Regions from separate parts of the Mus musculus genome. Here region 1 is linked to region 2. Evidence: chromatin contacts called from public promoter capture Hi-C data. All regions are on one chromosome and are shown on one strand. The core of a region is the stretch at or near the end of the contact, and the rest is flanking DNA. Distances in the headings are between cores, read along the strand shown. Region 1 overlaps Agxt2 (alanine-glyoxylate aminotransferase 2). Region 2 holds the start of Capsl (calcyphosine-like).

Region 1 (6,910 bases), core at 801-3,300, 960 kb after region 2:
ACACTTGATTATATAAATGCAAGGGAACATACTGGGTAGACTCCTCCGGCACATCTGTTATGTAGTTCCTAGGGACTGACAATTCTTTTAAAGGACAGAGACTACTGGAGTGCAAGAGGCCAATCAGAGGTTGAGAGTCCTGAAGAACAAATAGGGTGTCATAGTCAAGTGGTCTACAAGCTGGCCTTGGAAGTTTTCTGTCAGCTTTTCAGTGTTAGGTCATCCAAACAAATTCAAATGAGATGGGGGGTTGGGGTGGACCAACTAGTCCCTAAAACATCACACAATTATTCTTAGCTAAGTACAGATGAAACTTGTATGTGTCTTTGATTCTTGAAAAATCAAAGATTCCTATAGCTGGTTGAGATGGTTCTCCAGGTAAAAGACATTTGCTGTGAAGCCTGTGCATCTCAGTTGGACCCCTCGTATCTGCACTGTGTAGAGAGAACTGACTCCCAAAGCTACTTTCTGCCCTCTGCATATGTCCCACACATGTACACAGAAACAAACAAACAAAACAAAAAAATTTAAGATTTTTTTTTTAAACAAAAAAATCACTATGAGTGGGAGTTAGGTGAAAATCTTTTTAATATCTCAGGTTTCCTAGCTGTGGATACACCTGTGGCTCGGCTAAGGGGTGCAGGGCCCCTATACTGGAGTGTTTGGACTGTGCAAACCTACATGTGGCCTAGGGAAGTCACTGTCTCCCACAGGAAAGGTGCCTGTGGGACTCCTCCCACAGTTCATTTGCTATTGTCTTCACAGTTCGCCAACACTCAGCAAAACCTGGAAAAATGAACTTCCACATTATGGAATATATATTGCTGACAGTTCTTAAAGCCTTGCTTGCCTCTACAGGTGAACAGGTTCAGGGAAATCCCCTTTACCAAGATGGTTTCATTCCTTACAGTAGATTTTTATTTGGTCCATGGTATGTCCACACCAGACCATCTTCTAGGTCCTGTTTATCAAGTGAAGTTACTGTAAAGACCATGGTATATATTTTATCTTTCTGGGCTTCTCTGTCAAACCTTCAACTTTTGCCTTGTAAAAGTATGTAGGGGCTGTCTCTCCACAGGTGATTGAAGAAGAAAATCTCCAGAGAAACAGTCAAGAAGTTGGCACCTACATGCTGCTGAAGTTTGCTAAGCTTCGGGACGAATTTGATATCGTTGGGGATGTCCGAGGCAAAGGCCTTATGGTGGGGATAGAGATGGTTCAAGACAAGGTAATGATCTGCTGTTGGTTGGGTGGCTGCCTGGGTCCAGTAGCAAGTAAAGGAGAAAGCTAACAGGGTCTAGCACTTACAGCACTTACAACTTATTTAAACTATAAATAGCTGTCAGTTATTATACATAATACACTACTTAGGTCCACAGAAAAGGTAGAAAGCCCTGAGGGGAAGCAAGCCAAGTGTACTGAGAAGAGCTCTCCTGAGCAGGATTGAGGTTTAGTCATCTACATCAAGGAAGCCAGACCTCGTGGTGATGTTTGCTATCTGTGAAGGGTAAAGGGGGAGACAAGGGGCAGCAAAAGCACCTAAGACTACTAAAGAAGATTGGCAAGGTTCCCAAGACAGCTACCTAAGGACCATTTTAAAAATACACATCCTAAGCCTTTTCCAAATATTCAAATTTTTCCGACTGTGGTAGGCCCATATTTTTGTGTATAAAAGGCCCCCAGGGAAGCATGCTTACACTATACTCAGAATTAAAATGAATTAACTAGAGGGAAATATTCATGTTCGTAGACTGGGAGTAGAGCTTTCATCCACAGAAAGGATGTAAACTCCAGCCCAATATCACCAACGTTAGAATAGCATGCCTGAGCCCTGCACAAAGGACCAACCTCAGGCCCTAGAATCTGACATGGCCTCTTAGCTCCCAGCTCTTACTGTTCCTGACCCTGAAGGGGTGGAGCCTTAGGAAAAGAGCAAATTCAACAAACATGGAAGATATTTGGCTCCACACCAGCTCCATGGCCATGCTGTAGCCCTGGAAACGCTTAGCTGCATGTGCCCTTACACAACTTCTGAGCCACTTGCTAGACTTTGGAATGGACTCTTCAGTTACACAGAGCATTGCAGAGTTGAAGAGGATTTCAACACAAACAAAGCAGATCTCTAACTAGCTATTAAAAGATCAGCCCCACCCCCACCTTCATGCCCACCCCCAACCCTGCCCAGAGTAGCCATTAGCAGAGCCAAGGTTCACTTACCCCGACTTGCATGGAATGCATGGATGGAATTTCACTTTGTCTTTGGGGATTTTTAGATGACATAGAATAAAGCAAATGTTTTCCATGCTCACCCCCACCCCGACCCCTCAAAACTCTCTGGTTCAGCAATTAACAATTTTGTTTCATTAGGGGGACATTGATTGCTTGAGTTTTGTTGTGGTTTTCCTCGGGTCTCCTGCCTTGTTAAATAATTTTTCTAACAATTCAAACACAAAATAGAAGACATTCCTTTTTTCTTTTTTTCTTTTTTTTTCTTTTTTAATGTATTCACAGATAAGCCGACAACCTCTTCCTAAAACAGAAGTCAATCAAATCCATGAGGACTGCAAAGACATGGGGCTCCTAGTGGGTAGAGGTGGTAATTTTTCTCAGGTAAGAGAATGGCTGCCTCTGAGCTAGAGTCTCCCTGATAGGGCACCTGGTTATGCTTCCTCCACATTATGATAATGCTTGCATGTAGTAAAAAGAAAGAGACAAAAGCTTGTAGCCACTAGAGGGGGATGTGGTAAAGTGATTCCATTATCCATGGTCTTGAAGGCAAAAGAGAGGCATAGAAAGGCCACACGAACTAACCAGACAATTCACAGCATGGGTGATAATAGAACCATGACACTCACATAACGTATACATATTACATACATATGTATTGTATTGAGTATTAATTACTTCTAACCCCTGAGAAAACAATGACAGTCATTCTTCACTCAGTCCTGAAGTCTGACTTTGTGAACCTGGTGTTTTCGTGGTCATTAGAGCATACAGCAATCTAAGATCCATGGCTGCCCTGTATGATCCTAGAAAGAGAGATCAAGGACCAGCCTCAAACATAGTCCCTGATGCAGAACTCAAGATCAGCCCCTCAGTGTCCTTCACCCTCCCCTAGAATAATCCAAAACAGAGCTCACCTTACCCCTTTCTGGAAGTTATGCTCACTCTATCAGGAGCCTGGTCTGACCCTAATGCTACAATAAGATGCTGCTGCTGTTACTGCTACTGCTGTTGTTTTTGTTGTTGCTACTGCTGCTGCTGTAGCACAATACAATCTGCCTCTAAATCTCATGTCATTCACCAGGGTGGGCTCAGGTATGGAAGTGACTTCTGCTCCCTGCAAATATTCTGTTTTCTTCCTCTTAATTTTTACCACTTCAAAAACCTTTTCTTTTATGAAACATGGTCATTGCACATATTTAGGGAGTGTGCCGTGATGTTTTGATGTGTGTACATTAGGATGTTCAAGAGATGATGCTGCCCCAGTACAGGGGAACGCCAGGGCCAAAAAAGGGGAGTGGGTGGGTAGGGGAGTGGGGGTTGGTGGCTATGGGGGACTTTTGGTATAGCATTGGAAATGTAAATGAGCTAAATACCTAATTAAAAATGGAAAAAAAAAAAGAGATGATGCTGCAATCAGGAGCACAAGTCCCTTCCGGTCCACTCCAGCACCGGGGTGCCTTACCCGCGGAGTCTCCGGACACCCGCAAGGACCCACACAGGATCCCCCACGAGATCCTAAGACCTCTGGTGAGTGGAACACAGGATCTGCTCCAATCCAATCGCACAGGACCTGAGACTGCATTAACTAGGGAAGCAGATAACCTGGCCTGATCAGGGGCACAAGTCCCTTCCAGTCCACTCCAGCACCGTGGTTCCTTGCGCGGGGAGTTTCCAGACACCCCCAAGGTCCTCACAGGACCCTCCAAGGGATCTTAAGACCTCTGGTGAGGGGAACACAACTTCTGCCAGGAGGCAGGTTCGAACACCAGATATCTGGGCACCTTCCCTGCAAGAAGAGAGCTTGCCTGCAGAGAATACTCTGACCACTGAAACTAAGGAGAGAGCTAGTCTCCCAGGTCTGCTGATGGAGGCTAACAGAGTCACCTGAGGAACAAGCTCTTACCAGAGACAACTATAACAACTAGCTTCAGAGACTATCAGATGGCAAAAGGCAAACATAAGAATCCTACTAACAGAAATCAAGATCACTCACCATCATCAGAAGGCAGCACTCTCACCCCACCTAGTCCTGGGCACCCCAACACACCCGAAAAGCAAGACCTGGATTTAAAAGCATATCTCATGATGATGGTAGAGGACATCAAGAAAGACTTTAATAACTCACTTAAAGAAATACAGGAGAACACAGCTAAACAGGTAGAAGACCTTAAAGAGGAAACACAAAAATTCCTTAAAGAATTGCAGGAAAACACGACCAAACAGGTGATGGAATTGAATAAAACCATCCAAGACATAAAAAGGGAAGTAGACACAATAAAGAAAACCCAAAGTGAGGCAACGCTGGAGATAGAAAACTTAGGAAAGAAATCTGGAACCATAGATGCGAGCATCAGCAACTGAATACAAGAGATGGAAGAGACAATCTCAGGTGCAGAAGATTCCATAGAGAACATCGGCACAACAATCAAAGAAAATACAAAATCAAAAAGATCCTAACTCAAAACATCCAGGAAATCCAGGACACAATGAGAAGACCAAACCTACGGATAATAGGAGTTGATGAGAATGAAGATTTTCAACTTAAAGGGCCAGCAAATATCTTCAACAAAATTATAGAAGAAAGCTTCCCAAACCTAAGGAATGACATGCCCATGAACATACAAGAAGCCTACAGAACTCCAAATAGACTGGACCAGAAAAGAAATTCCTCCTGACACATAATAATCAGAACAACAAATGCACTAAATAAAGAGAGAATATTAAAAGCAGTAAGGGAAAAGGTCAAGTAACATATAAAAGCAGGCCTATCAGAATTACACCAGACTTTTCACCAGAGACTATGAAAGCCAGAAGAGCCTGGACAGATGTTATACAGACACTAAGAGAACACAAATGCCAGCCCAGGCTACTATACCCGGCCAAACTCTCAATTACCATAGATGGAGAAACCAAAGTATTCCACGACAAAACCATATTCACACATTATCTTTCCATGAATCCAGCCTTTCAAAGGATAATAACAGAAAACAACCAATACAAGGACGGAAATCATGCCCTAGAAAAAGCAAGAAAGTAATCCCTCAACAAACCAAAAGGAAGACAGCCACAAGAACAGAATGCCAACTCTAACAAAAAAAATAAAAGGAAGCAACAATTACTTTTCCTTAATATTTCTTAATATCAATAGACTCAATTCCCCAATAAAAAGACATAGACTAACAGACTGGATACACAAACAGGACCCAACATTCTGCTGCTTACAGGAAACCCATCTGTAGAAGAATGTGAATTGATCCATTCCTATCTCCTTGTACTAAGGTCAAATCTAAGTGGATCAAGGAACTCCACATAAAACCAGAGACACTGAAACTTATAGAGGAGAAAGTGGGGAAAAGCCTCGAAGATATGGACACAGGGGGAAAATTCCTGAATAGAACAGCAATGGCTTGTGCTGTAAGATTGAGAATTGACAAATGGGACCTCATGAAACTAAAAAGCTTCTGCAAGGCAAAAGACACTGTCAATAAGACAAAAAGGCCACCAACAGATTGGGAAAAGATCTTTACCTATCCTAAATCAGATAGGGGACTAATATCCAATATATATAAAGAACTCAAGAAGGTGGACTCCAGTAAATCAAATAACCCCATTAAAAAATGGGGCTCAGAGCTAAACAAAGAATTCTCACCTGAGGAATGCACAATGGCTGAGAAGCACCTAAAAATGCTGAGCATCCTTAATCATCAGAGAAATGTAAATCAAAACAACCCTGAGATTCCATCTCACACCAGTCAGAATGGCTAAGATCAAAAATTCAGGTGACAGCAGATTCTGGCGAGGATGTGGAGAAAGAGGAACACTCCTTCATTGTTGGTGGGATTGCAAGCTTGTACAACCACTCTGGAAATCAGTCTGGCGGTTCCTCAGAAAATTGGACATAGTACTACTGGAGGATACCTCTCCTGGGCATATATCCAGAAGATGTCCCAACCGGTAAGAAGGACACATGCTCCACTATGTTCATAGCAGCCTTATTTATAATAGCCAGAAGCTGGAAAGAACCCAGATGCCCCTCAACAGAGGAATGGATACAAAAAATGTGGTACATTTACACAATGGAGCACTACTCAGCTATTAAAAAGAATGAATTTAAGAAATTTTTAGGCAAATGGTTAGACCTGGAGGGCATCATCCTGAGTGAGGTAACACAATCACAAAAGAACTCAAAGGATATGTACTCACTAATAAGTGGATATTAGCCCAGAAACTTAATATACCCGAGATATAAGAGACAATTTGTAAAACACATGAAGCTTAAGAAGAATGAAGACCAAAGTGTGGACACTTTGCCCCTTCTTAGAATTGGAAATAATCACCCATGGAAGGAGTTACAGAGACCAAGTTTGGAGCTGAAACAAAAGGACGGACCATCTAGAGACTGCCATATCCAGGGATCCATCCCATAATTAGCCTCCAAATGATGACACCATTGCATACACTAGCAAGCGTTTGCTGAAAGGACCCTGATATAGCTGTCTCTTGTGAGACTAGGCCGGGGCCTAGCAAACACATAAGTGGATGCTCACAGTCAGCTATTGGATGGAGCACAGGGCCCCCAATGGAGGAGCTAGAGAAAGTACCCAAGGAGCTAAAGAGATCTGCAACCCTGTAGGTGCAACAATCTTATGAACTAACCAGTACCCTGGAGCTCTTGACTCTA
Region 2 (7,557 bases), core at 2,234-4,733:
CATTTTATTAAACGTTTAGTTGGAACTCAGGTAGGTAGTGTCAAGGGTATGCCAACAATTTTGTTTGATGCTGACCTATGGGTATGTCCTTGGAAAAAATACATGTGTGTGTGTGTGTGTGTGTGTGTGTGTGTATGTATGTATGTATATTGCATTGGTAACACATCCTCTCTTTATCTGCTCATAGGTACAAGTCTGCGGCAATGGCTGCCAGAGCCATTAGGCGCTCCCACCCCTTGACATCCACCCAGCGTCTGGTGGGCTGGATTGACCACATCCTACAAACCGGGGGAGGCGCACACCTCAAGCCCCATGCCTTTCAGCAGCCATGGCACGTTCAGAACTTGCTGGATGTTCTGTTGTTTCTGGTGGGGTTCACTCTTGGCACCTTGTGGCTATTTAAGAAAGTGCTGACATTGTTGCTAAGGTCCCTAAGTGGGACCAGGAAAGAAAAGGAATCTTAATGTTAAGTTTGATTGGGGTAGGATATTGGGAACTCTGGCTCCTTAAAGGCTTTTCCTCACCCGGCACGAGGAATTTCCATTTTCCTCTAGTCATGGTGGACTTCCAGTTGTCCTCAGTATTTCTGTCTTTCATAATTCTCATATAATACACTGACTTCCTGGCGACTCCTCATTATCTGGATCCCTATGCTCTAGTACAAATCTTCCTTTCCCAGCATTTTCTTTCCTTTCCTTTCCTTTCCTTTCCTTTCCTTTCCTTTCCTTTCCTTTCCTTTCCTTTCCTTTCCTTTCCTTTCCTTTCCTTTTCTTCCTTTCTTTCGTTTTTTTTTTTTAAGTTTTACTTATTATTACTATATGTGAGTACACTGTAGCTGTCCACACCAGAAGAGGGCAGCAGATCACGTTAAGGATGGTTGTGAGCCACCATGTGGTTGCTGGGATTTGAACTCAGGACCTTTGGAAGAGCAACCAGCCAGTGCTCTTAACCACTGAGCCATCTCACCGTGTTCTGACAGCTTCTTCAATCCTCTGTGAGATCTTGTTCTTCAATTCTTATTTCTCCTATCATTTGGGATAAAACTCCCACGTATTTGACAAGTTATTTTTACTCCTATACTTTTCTTATCTCATAAGCTCTCCTAATAGTTCAGAATGCCTCCTCTGCTGCATTGCACTCTTCCCATTGGATGGGACCAGCCACTCTCAGGATATAATAGAAAACGTTTTGCCGGACAATGGCAACATGTGAATGAATTTTTTTTTTTCTTGAGAGAAATCAGTGTTAAAGCGCATGGGCAATTGAAAACTTTGGAGAAATGATTTTTGATAAAACTGTGATATGGAAGATTTATTTCTTGATGTCTGAGAAATTAAAATCAGGAAATAAAAGAAATTACAGTTTATCTACTCATTGGAATAACAGCTATGTGAAAAATGGAATAAATCAGAGATTAATAAGTTGGTACAGAATGAAGTTCAATATTGTTAACTAAAATGGTACAAAGAGAAGTAATAAATATAGAATGTCCTGTTTTTTCAACATAGTAGGAGTTAAAAAACGATGAACAATATGTGTTTATTAATAAAAATTATATAAAACACACACGAGGAAATGCTGTGAGGTTCATTTGCAGTGCATGGATGAAGCTATTATAGTTCAGATTACACACAGCCTCTGGATGTGTAGCTGTGCTAATATTTTATATACAGAACATATTAAAATAGAAAAAATGGTTGAGTGTTTAAAATAAAACATATATGGAAAAGATCGTACTTCTCTTCAGCATTTTTATAACCATGAAAAACATAAAAATGAAAATCTATCATGACAGTTGAGAGATTTTTATTTAGTTTTTAGATTTTCAGATGGAAGAGAAATATATTACAAATGACCTTGCAATGCATTATCTGTATTTCATAGTGGTGCAGATTATCATTTGAGAATGTATTAACTTGGCATAGGATTGAGAAAATGAGTAAATAATTTGGAAATGTTGAGAGGTTTCATAGCTACTAAAAAGAGAATCAGAAATGTGGTTTGAAAAGAGCAGTAGCATTACTGTATGGGCTTAAGAGCTGATCAAGAATTCATAATTTTATTTGATAAAGATAGGAAGAGCTCAACACAGAGGTACAGAGAAGTGATTTTTATAATCACAGTTAACCTGTTTATTCTCTAGATCTGACCAAATACACACACACACACACACACACATCCCAAACAAACAAACAAACCCAGCAGTCTTTTATTAGCAAGGAGTGGGCCTAGGCACCATATTCTAATCTCTAAATAGGATTTCCCATGAGGAGCTATGATGCCTTGGGAAACTGTGATTGGAAGAACCCATTTCCTGCACTCTAGTCCAGACCCTTCTGTCTACCTGACTTCACTCCACCCTAATCACATCCAACTTCTAGACCCATCCTTTCTTCTGCTCAGGGCCAAACTATTTGCTGATGATACATCCTGGGAGAGGAGAACGATTGTCTTCAGCCATATATCCACTGGTGACCTCACCAGGCTCCAATGGATGGTTCCAATCCAATGATTACACAGCCCTCCTTAAACTAAATCGGACCAAAACAAGACAGAGAGGCATGAATCTGGAAGTGAGAAGCATACTGAATCCCTGCCCGTGTCCGCACTTTCCCTTAATTTGTTAAATACCATGCCCTACTGGAAGGAGACTTGGAAAGAGACTAAGGGAAGTTTTGAGGCAAGTGATTATTAATGTTGAATAAATCTCATTTGATGTTTATGTCAAATCTCAGAAATTATACTGTTCATTTGAATGATATTAAAAATCAACTACCACACTTGTCTGAGTAAAATGTGTAACAGGAAGTGGACCAGAGGCCTTTCTAGAAAGTTCTGTTCCTAGTTTTTTGGATGACTCCAGGGTAGATGGAGCCTGGGGATGGGAGTGTGGTAGGCCGTTGGATGTTACAGATACTCAGGGTAGAAAATGTGGCTTAATTTACTCCCAAAGCAAACAACAAGCCTGCTTTTGCTCTGGCAAACATATTGCTAAGAACAAGTGTGGAGCTAATAGAGAACAAAGGGTAAAGTTACAGAAGCTAAAACACCGTGGGGAAAGGTATCTTCTTAGTGTGTGAATGTAGAATTTAAAAAACGAGGGCATTGCCTATAATTGCTGCTACTTGCTCCTAAGGGTTGTGGTTTCCTGATTCACCTGGCAATAAGTCACCAGGGAGACAGCCTTGTAGAGTCAGAAGGGAGCCGCCTGAAGCAAGTATGGCAATTTATCAAGCATTTCCTTTTAAAACGTGGGATACCAGTTTTGATGCTGTTTTAGAAACCAAACAATTGCCAGTAGAACTTCCGCCTACCATTTCTTCCAGAACAAACAGCTTGTTGGGTTTTCACAGTCACTGGGATTTCCTAGGTAACGAGGAGTGTAAACTTGAGAAAAGGCAGAACCAGCATATGAATGACAGCGAGCGGAGCCAATCAGAGCATGACTTTGCTTCAGCGTTCCCAGGCTATCCAATTAGAACTGAAAGCCTTGAAAGGCCAGGACAGCAAAGGAAGACAGGTAAGAGGGAGACACAGGACCATGGGAGGAGACTAGAGTCCCCAGGGCCAGAAGTCCAGAGTTTCACCGTGAAGCAGCCTGCGGCTACAGACGAGCATTTCAGGTAATTCAATGCTTTCATTTGTTTAATTCACTGTCACTGTTTTTGTTTCATTTTTAAGATGAGGATCTCTTATCTAAAAAGAAAAGTTAAAAGTCAGTGAGAATGCATGTCCTGACGAAGCCATCCCTAGACTCTCAGTGCACAAAGAGCACAGCTGGTCCCCAGGTGTAGACTTTTGGAATAGATGCTTAGACAAAAATCAATTTCATTTAGCAAAGGCAAAAGAGATAACACTTTCAGAGTGGTGCCTATTTGCTGGGTCATTGGATGAGAAGTTTCTTTGATGACTTGCAGTAACTATCCCGATGGCCACAGACAAAACAGAGCTTAGAATTCTGTCTCCAACTCACAAAATGATCAACAGATTTAGCATTATTCCCATTTATTCTGTGAGATAAGTTTGTACTGATTATACCACATCCTGTGAATCCATGACAGATGCAGGATAAAAATTTAGAGTTTTTAATTTAGCGTTTTTTTTTTGTTGTTGTTGTTACTTGAGAATTGAATACATTAGTACTATATTTATTTAATATCTACCCTCCACTCTCCACTCTTTAAATTCATGGCCTCTTCTTTTTTAATTCTCTCCCTTCTCCCCCCTCTCTGTTTCACACACACGCACACATACACACACACAGGCACGCACACACACACACACACAGTGAGCTTATTTAGTGATGCCCATGAGTACATGCATGTAAGACTGACTGCTTCGTGTGAGATGCGTTATCCAGAAAGTCCTCCCTATAGAAAATGGATTCTCTCTGTCTCAGCAGCCATTGATTGACTGGAGCTCTTTTTTCTTATGATTAAAAAAACAGAAAACCAAAAATCACTTCTTTGAGATCATAACTGTATTATGCCCCCATCCCTTAACCTCTCCAATCCTTCCCATATGCCCTCTTTGCTCTGTTTAAAATTGGCCATGTGTTTCTTTTTTTTTTTTCATTTTTTATTAGGTATTTAGCTCATTTACATTTCCAATGCTATACCAAAAGTCCCCCATACCGACCCACCCCCACTCCCCTACCCGCCCACTCCCCCTTTTTGGCCCTGGCGTTCCCCTGTACTGGGGCATATAAAGTTTGCAAGTCCAATGGGCCTCTCTTTCCAGTGATGGCCGACTAGGCCATCTTTTGATACATATGCAGCTAGAGTCAAGAGCTCCGGGGTACTGGTTAGTTCAAAATGTTGATCCACCTATAGGGTTGAGATCCCTTTAGCTCCTTGGGTACTTTCTCTAGCTCCTCCATTGGGAGCCCTGTGATCCATCCATTAGTTGACTGTGGGCATCCACTTATGTGTTTGCTAGGCCCCGGCATAGTCTCACAAGAGACAGCTACATCTGGGTCCTTTCGATAAAATCTTGCTAGTGTATGCAATGGTGTCAGCGTTTGGATGCTGATTATGGGGTGGATCCCTGGATAAGGCAGTCTCTACATGGTCCATCCTTTCATCTCAGCTCCAAACTTTGTCTCTGTAACTCCTTCCAAGGGTGTTTTGTTCCCACTTCTAAGGAGGGGCATAGTGTCCACACTTCAGTCTTCATTTTTCTTGAGTTTCATGTGTTTAGGAAATTGTATCTTATATCTTGGGTAGCCTAGGTTTTGGGCTAATATCCACTTATCAGTGAGTACATATTATGTGAGTTCCTTTGTGAATGTGTTACCTCACTCAGGATGATGCCCTCCAGGTCCATCCATTTGGCTAGGAATTTCATAAATTCATTCTTTTTAATAGCTGAGTAGTACTCCATTGTGTAGATGTACCACATTTTCTGTATCCATTCCTCTGTTGAGGGGCATCTGGGTTCTTTCCAGCTTCTGGCTATTATAAATAAGGCTGCTATGAACATAGTGGAGCATGTGTCCTTCTTACCAGTTGGGGCATCTTCTGGATATATGCCCAGGAGAGGTATTGCTGGATCCTCCGGTAGTACTATGTCCAATTTTCTGAGGAACCGCCAGACTGATTTCCAGAGTGGTTGTACAAGCCTGCAATCCCACCAACAATGGAGGAGTGTTCCTCTTTCTCCACATCCTCGCCAGCATCTGCTGTCACCTGAATTTTTGATCTTAGCCATTCTGACTGGTGTGAGGTGGAATCTCAGGGTTGTTTTGATTTGCATTTCCCTGATGATTAAGGATGTTGAACATTTTTTCAGGTGCTTCTCTGCCATTCGGTATTCCTCAGGTGAGAATTCTTTGTTCAGTTCTGAGCCCCATTTTTTAATGGGGTTGTTTGATTTTCTGAAGTCCACCTTCTTGAGTTCTTTATATATGTTGGATATTAGTCCCCTATCTGATTTAGGATAGGTAAAGATCCTTTCCCAATCTGTTGGTGGTCTCTTTGTCTTATTGACGGTGTCTTTTGCCTTGCAGAAACTTTGGAGTTTCATTAGGTCCCATTTGTCAATTCTCGATCTTACAGCACAAGCCATTGCTGTTCTGTTCAGGAATTTTTCCCCTGTGCCCATATCTTCAAGGCTTTTCCCCACTTTCTCCTCGATAAGTTTCAGTGTCTCTGGTTTTATGTGAAGTTCTTTGAGCCATTTAGATTTGACCTTAGTACAAGGAGATAAGTATGGATCGATTCGCATTCTTCTACATGATAACAACCAGTTGTGCCAGCACCAATTGTTGAAAATGCTGTCTTTCTTCCACTGGATGGTTTTAGCTCCCTTGTCGAAATCAAGTGACCATAGGTGTGTGGGTTCATTTCTGGGTCTTCAATTCTATTCCATTGGTCTACTTGTCTGTCTCTATACCAGTACCATGCAGTTTTTACCACAATTGCTCTGTAGTAAAGCTTTAGGTCAGGCATGGTGATTCCACCAGAGGTTCTTTTATCCTTGAGAAGAGCTTTTGCTATCCTAGGTTTTTTGTTATTCCAGATGAATTTGCAAATTGCTCCTTCTAATTCGTTGAAGAATTGAGTTGGAATTTTGATGGGGATTTCATTGAATCTGTAGATTGCTTTTGGCAAGATAGCCATTTTTACAATGTTGATCCTGCCAATCCATGAGCATGGGAGATCTTTCCATCTTCTGAGATCTTCTTTAATTTCTTTCTTCAGAGACTTGAAGTTTTTATCATACAGATCTTTCACTTCCTTAGTTAGAGTCACACCGAGATATTTTATATTATTTGTGACTATTGAGAAGGGTGTTGTTTCCCTGATTTCTTTCTCAGCCTGTTTATTCTTTGTGTAGAGAAAGGCCATTGACTTGTTTGAGTTAATTTTATATCCAGCTACTTCACCGAAGCTGTTTATCAGGTTTAGGAGTTCTCTGGTGGAATTTTTCGGGTCACTTATATATACTATCATATCATCTGCAAAAAGTGATATTTTAACTTCCTCCTTTCCAATTTGTATCCTCTTGATCTCCTTTTGTTGTCGAATTGCTCTGGCTAATACTTCAAGTACTATGTTGAAAAGGTAGGGAGAAAGTGGGCAGCCTTGTCTAGTCCCTGATTTTAGTGGGATTGCTTCCAGCTTCTCTCCGTTTACTTTGATGTTGGCTATTGGTTTGCTGTAGATTGCTTTTATTATGTTTAGGTATGGGCCTTGAATTCCTGATCTTTCCAGAACTTTTATCATGAATGGGTGTTGGATCTTGTCAAATGCTTTTTCTGCATCCAACGAGATGATCATGTGGTTTTTGTCTTTGAGTTTGTTTATATAGTGGATTACATTGATGGATTTTCGTATATTAAACCATCCCTGCATTCCTGGAATAAAACCTACTTGGTCAGGATGGATGATTGCTTTAATGTGTTCTTGGATTCGGTTAGCGAGAATTTTATTGAGGATTTTTGCATCGATATTCATAAGAGAAATTGGTCTGAAGTTCTCTATCTTTGTTGGATCTTTCTGTGGTTTAGGTATCAGAGTAATAGTGGCTTCATAAAATGAGTTGGGTAGAGTACTT

Evidence for each region. Promoter capture Hi-C pulls out the DNA fragments that hold promoters and counts their contacts.
Region 1: a promoter capture Hi-C map of liver shows a contact between it and region 2, with 5 times the contacts expected there. The contact joins the enhancer-like site here to the promoter of Capsl in region 2. A contact is called at or near these places in 9 of 39 promoter capture datasets (the 3T3-L1 cell line, the C10 cell line, cranial neural crest and 4 more) and 1 of 9 other capture datasets (adipose tissue).

What each region holds. Positions count from the first base shown.
Region 1 is chr15:10,397,936-10,404,845 of GRCm38.p6, forward strand. Agxt2 (alanine-glyoxylate aminotransferase 2) reads left to right here. Exons shown (of 14, transcript NM_001310735.1): 12 at 1,079-1,228; 13 at 2,512-2,610. Among named protein-coding and RNA genes, the nearest start is that of Gm52213, 21 kb to the right of the region's middle. Within about 2 kb of position 2,051, at least 11 of the 459 cell types and tissues checked have an H3K27ac peak or open chromatin away from gene starts, as enhancers often do. A contact at or near this core is called in liver, where this site is marked.
Region 2 is chr15:9,432,545-9,440,101 of GRCm38.p6, forward strand. Capsl (calcyphosine-like) reads left to right here and starts at 3,484. Exons shown (of 5, transcript NM_029341.1): 1 at 3,484-3,623.